2 separate regions of the Mus musculus genome follow, and region 1 is linked to region 2. A link is a contact called in public promoter capture Hi-C data. All regions are on one chromosome and are shown on one strand. The core of a region is the stretch at or near the end of the contact, and the rest is flanking DNA. Distances in the headings are between cores, read along the strand shown.

Region 1 (2,700 bases), core at 107-2,606, 67 kb after region 2:
AAAAAAACAACAACAAAAAACCTTGTTCCCCCAGGAAATGAGTTACCATGTAATTGTGATAAAATAAAAGTCTTTAATCATACGAGACACTGGTCTTTTGAAAGAGGTCATTTGAAGATATGTTGTGCACAATGATTGCCATGCCCCGGAGTCTCACAAACCTACCAGATACAATCGATTAAAATTCAAAACCCTATATTATTTTGTTTTGGATTTTTATTTGAAATTGCTTCAGTTACTCCCAATTGAAAAAGTAAATTATTGCCTTTTTTAAAGAGTAGACTAAGTACAATGATCAAGTTAGAAAAGAATAAATAAAAAATTCAAAATGAATAGAAAACTGTTTAATCATGACCTTGATACATATTTTCTATTTAAAAGCACACAAATGCCTAAGGCACACCTCCCACTAAATGACAATGTTCACAAACTCTAAACAGCAAAGTTACAGGTGTGCCTAGCTTAGTTGTGTCTGACGTAACAAATCTTTTTAATAAAATTTGCAGGAATGCTTTGTTAAAATAGCCCTCCCAAATCAACTACATAAAACCCTTTAGATAGAAAATAAGGCTAAATTATGTTACCATAAAATCACCAGCTAAAACATATTCCTTAGTTCTTAGTAACTATGGTAATAAGTGGTAGTTTATAGATGGTGGAAAGAATTATGCTAATCTTTCAATGACTCAGGGCTGGGGAAACACAACTACTTAGACCTGGGGAGAATTTAGCTAGTTTGAAAAATTAACCTAGTGGAACGAGAGAGGAGTCAGTTACAGACAAGATCCCTGAGTAAGCGTTCCAGAGTCGACATTTTCTCTCATTGTGTCTAAGTCTTACTCATTTTTCGTACTATCCTAACCACTAGCTTAAATGTTTTCTCATTCATAAGCACGATCAAAATGAGCTGAGTCTAAGAAGTCCTTTCTTGGAAGATCTTATGTACACCGCTTAAACCAGGACCCAATTTGGCCAAACCTTAAGGACATGACCTTCTAGGATCTGTCTCTGAAATCTCTGTAAAGTTAGGATATTCCTTTAGCAATGAATATGCTATCATGGGATTGTGTTAAAACCCCCTTAACTTTGACTCTGTCAGAATTTGTTAGTTGTAGAAATTCAAAATCCTCTTAAATCGGATAGTGTAAGAAAATTCTTGTTTATTTTTTTGGAAGAAAAATTATGAGTCTCCGTGACAGCCGGCAAAGCGTTCTAATCCAGATTTACCGCTAGAGGGAGACATAGTCCAGCATTTGCAACGTTTGCTGTCTTATACTTTTTTTTTTTTTTTTTTCTTTCTGCAGGAAGGTGGTTTGCTCTCAGCATCTGCAGCCACTGCTGACAGAATTGGGAGGGAGACAGAGGGAGTCAAAGCCTCCCGGTCCAGCCGTCCCATTTTACTGCTTAACTCAGCCTGGAGTGTCAGAACCCATCTTTGCCTGCCTTCTCTGTGCTTTGTACAGTGGGGCCAGTCGCTCCCAACGGCCAGCCCGCTGAGTGGAACAGGGGTCTAGGGTGGACTAGCAGGGCTCTGCCCGTTGGGGTGACTTTCGAACATTATCTTTAGTGTATTTTAACAGTACAGAGCTTGTGGTGGGACTCAGAGAGGGAGAAGCTTTGATTGCTTTTTAAAATTATTTTATTTTATTTTATTTTTTGGCTTTTTTTTTTTTTTTCTTCTGGTGATCTGGATTTGTTTCCTCGGGCCCCTCCCCTTGTTCCGTTCTTTCTCACTCCCGCCTTTGGCGAAGTGACACAGGCGACACCTGCTCGCTTGTGTCTGCTGCTGGAACTCGCACCTCCAAGGTGGTGAAGGTGCCGGCGCGCTCGTGACTTGGGGGGACAGCAGAGGGGTTCCCTCCCTTGGAGCACACGATGCGGAGAGTGGCGGCGGGTGGGATGCGAGGAGCTCTACCGGCTGCACTTGGAGGCGCGATCGAGGGGCTGCAGCTGGCCGGGAGTTGCTGCTAAGTGGACGCGACTCGACGGCGCCCAGGTGTCCGAGAGGGCACCCGCGGGACCCGAGTGCGAGCTGCGGGAACGCAGGCGTCTCCCGGGGAGGACGCCGGCCGAGCGCACAGCCCGCGAGCCTGCTCAGAACCGCTCCACACCGGGAGCCTGCAGACCTGGGAGAGCCGGGGAACTCGAGGAGTGTGCTCGGCGGCGGAGGCTGCTCTGCTGAAGGTGAATCACCGCGTCCAATTGCCTTTCCCTAGAGAACCCGGGGGAGGGCGGGAGAGGGGGAACGTGTGAGCGCGCGCGTTTGTGTGCAAGGGAGAGCCGACGCGGGGCGAGAGGAAAAGTCCTCGCTCGCCGCTCAAAGCAAACAAACCGGAGATGGAATAAGAGCGGCGGTGGCTGGAGCCCGCCTGGATCCTCGCAGTCGCGGGAGCCGAGCGCACCACCGCGCGCAGCGCATCGCCGGGGACAGCGGGCGACCGCGGGCGCCGCCGGGGGCTGCGGAGACTTTGGCTCTCCCCCTCGGTCGACGACCCTTCCGATTACTTTGACACTGTGGGATAAAGAGCAGAGCCCGGGGACCGACCTCGCGCGCTGCACCTTCCTTTTGCTTCGGGGAAGGGGGACCCCAGCTTGTAGGTGAAGACGCTGCCGAGCCCCCCTTTAGCCTTCGGAGGAGGCAGCACTCACACTCGCTCGCCCTCTGCGAACACACACCGGCGGACTTGAGGTCCCTATGCC
Region 2 (2,700 bases), core at 182-2,681:
AATTTGCTTCCAAGTCACACTGCAAAGTATGAGGTGGACCTGTGAATAAATCAGGTCTAAGTCTCTTTCCACCGCGCCACACTGGAGTGCCTAACAAGCACTTGAGAACTGTGAATAAATCAGGTCTTAAGTCTCTTTCCACTAGCCACACTGGAGTACCTAACAGGCACTTGAGACGCTATAAACCACTAGTACGGAGACAGAAGGAAGGAAAAGTAACTTAGGAAGAAAGAAAGAAAGAAAGAAAGAACGAAAGAACACACAGGCACACTGCCCTTCCCCTAAAACAGAACTTTCCCTTTATTTAAATAATTCTGTAAGTTAACTGCTTTGGCTGACGAGTGTTAAATTTTGTACATGCTTCCTCTAGTTATTTAGGTACAGTACCCTCTTATTTTGGCATTTTACAAGTTTGAATATGAGCAAGCCTTTAAGCTTCAAGTGGACTTATCTACTTTCTGCAGGCCTACGTTATCCTTCAAACCGGAGGGAAGGGCTGCACTTCCAAACAGAAGCGCTGCCGGCTCCTATCGAGCCAGGAGCAAAGCACAGGACCACGTGGTGCCTCTCTCTCTCTCTCTCTCTCTCTCTCTCTCTCTCTCTCTCTCTCTCTCTCTCTCAAGAAAAAAAAATTAAAAAAACAAGGTCCCTACACCGCTCCCTCCTTTTTGACAAGGAAGTGGAAATTAGGGGTTTCCTTTTCAGCGGAGCCCTGACACACACCACCTGTGTGGTCCCCGCCGCAAACATCCTGAAGCCCGGCTCCCGGAAGACTACAAGGATCGGAATAATGGGGAACTTGGGTGCGGACGACGCCGGGGAAGGAGTGACCAGAGAAGCGCGGCGGGCGAGCGAGGAGGAGCGGCGCGACCGGGATCTGTCAAAAAAAAAAAAAAAAAAAAAAAAAAAAAAAAAAAAACCAGCGGCAGGCAGGCTCACGCCGAGCCACTGCACCCGGGCTCCGCCAAGGCCCCAAGTGGGAGCGGCACTGCCGGAGGGAGGAGGACCCGGAGCCCCGCGAGCCCCGGCCGCCGCTTCCGCGCAGCCCCGGGCGCGCACCGCCCACCGCGAGCCCCGGCCCTCTGCGCCGGTCCAACCTTTGCCCCCAAAATCTGCTGCCTGAGCGGCCGCCGCCGGACCTGTCCGCACCTGTCACCAGCCGGCGACACCAGCCCACCGCTCCCGCCCAGCTCTCCGCCAGCCTCGGGCCCCCGCGGGCCCCGCGACCCCGTTCCCTACCAGGTGTCCCCTTTCCGGAGCGAGGTTTTGAGCAGCGTCGCGATGTCAGAACGCTGGGTGTCCAGGTCCGCCGCTCCGCCTTCCGCCATCTTCTTCCACTAGCCGTAGCGGAGGCGGCGGCGACGGCGGCGGCACGCCCCGGAGCATTGTGGGAATGGCGTCCCCGGCCCCGCCCCGCCGGCAGGTCTGTACCAAATGGGGCGCGAGGGCGGGGGTCTGGGGGCGTGGCTCGGCGGGGAGCGCGGCGGGTGCGCGCCTGCGCCCTGCTGCCCCCTCGGGTCCCCGCACGCCCCGCAGCACGGCGTGGTCGCCGCCGCCGCCCCAGACCTCTGAGTTTGCACGGTTCTCACCGGGTGCCGCGCTTTCTCTCCCTGCCTTTGCCCTGCCCTGCTCGGACTCTCCTTGCCATGCTGGCCCTTTTCTTGCCGCAGCCGCCTCCAAACCCATGTTTTTGCGGGTTCACTCCTACTGGAGGGCGGGGCCGGCTGGGACATGGCAGAAAGCGCGCAGTTCCGTGACTTGGGGCTTTTCCTTTCCAGCCGCAGAGCCCAAGCCCACTGAATATTGGCACAAAGAGGGCTCTGAAACCAAAGGTTTGGGCGCAGTGCCCTTCCTAGGTTCTTCCCAGCTCTCCCATGCTTGCTGTCTGTAGGGACTTCTACCTTTCATAAGCTCTTTGTGACGCCTCCTAGCGCGCGTGGACACACACACACACACACACACACACACACACACACACACACACGTTAGCTGCAGTGCAAAACATGTCCCAGTTTCTAGGTGAACAAGCAGTTAAAGATGTATTGAATAAGGCCAGGTACTGAAGGGGGTTAGAAACGTGGGAGAAACCTCATGGGCGTCAAATTAGCATTCCCCTAGATTAAATTTCATGGTTGTATATGCCTAAAGTTAGACTCGATAATACAAGCTGCATTTGAAGGCAACAATTACAAACGGGGAAATTGAGCCTCTTAAAAATCAAATGCCAAGGTCACACGGCAACTGGAAGTGCAAGGTTATCGCACAGATTTCAAATCCCCAGTACTCAGTACCTCCATGAAAGGCTGAATTAAGATACAAACTCCGTAAAAGCTGCAACTAAGTTCTCTTTATAATTTGGCGTGTGAGTGTGCGTGTGTGTGCGTGTGTGTGCGTGTGTGTGTGTGTGTGTGTGTGTGTGTGTGTGTGTGTGCACTGCGGTTTAATGGTCTAGTACCATTCTACACCATTTGAGGCAAACGTTTCAAAATTAACTAAGGCAAAACTGCTGTTTCTAAGAATGAAGACGGCTACCTCAGTAGAACAGTAGGTGACAAGTTAAAGGATGGGCAATGGTCTCTCCATTTTTTAAGCCTCCTAGTTTTGGTGGGAAACTCAGTAAGGAAGGGGGTGCCTGCATTAGTGAGGACTGCTGGCCCATCCAAGAGAAAGCAGTGTTTCCCTGGTTAGGGTTTGTCAGCT

The links. Capture Hi-C pulls out chosen DNA fragments and counts their contacts.
Region 1: a contact with region 2 is called in a promoter capture Hi-C map of adipose tissue. The contact joins the promoter of Tafa2 here to the promoter of Usp15 in region 2. A contact is called at or near these places in 1 of 39 promoter capture datasets (3T3-L1-derived adipocytes), 2 of 484 Hi-C or Micro-C datasets (embryonic stem cells and trophoblast stem cells), 1 of 115 datasets of contacts at active chromatin or transcription factors (embryonic stem cells) and 2 of 9 other capture datasets (adipose tissue and pancreatic islet).

What each region holds. Positions count from the first base shown.
Region 1 is chr10:123,262,720-123,265,419 of GRCm38.p6, forward strand. It overlaps Tafa2 (TAFA chemokine like family member 2), which reads left to right and starts at 1,357. Exons shown (of 5, transcript NM_001252387.1): 1 at 1,357-2,700.
Region 2 is chr10:123,195,588-123,198,287 of GRCm38.p6, forward strand. Usp15 (ubiquitin specific peptidase 15) reads right to left here and starts at 1,432. Exons shown (of 22, transcript NM_027604.4): 1 at 1,240-1,432. The coding sequence starts at 1,328. It overlaps Gm4129 (a long non-coding RNA gene), which reads left to right. Exons shown (of 3, transcript XR_003949042.1): 1 at 1-1,423.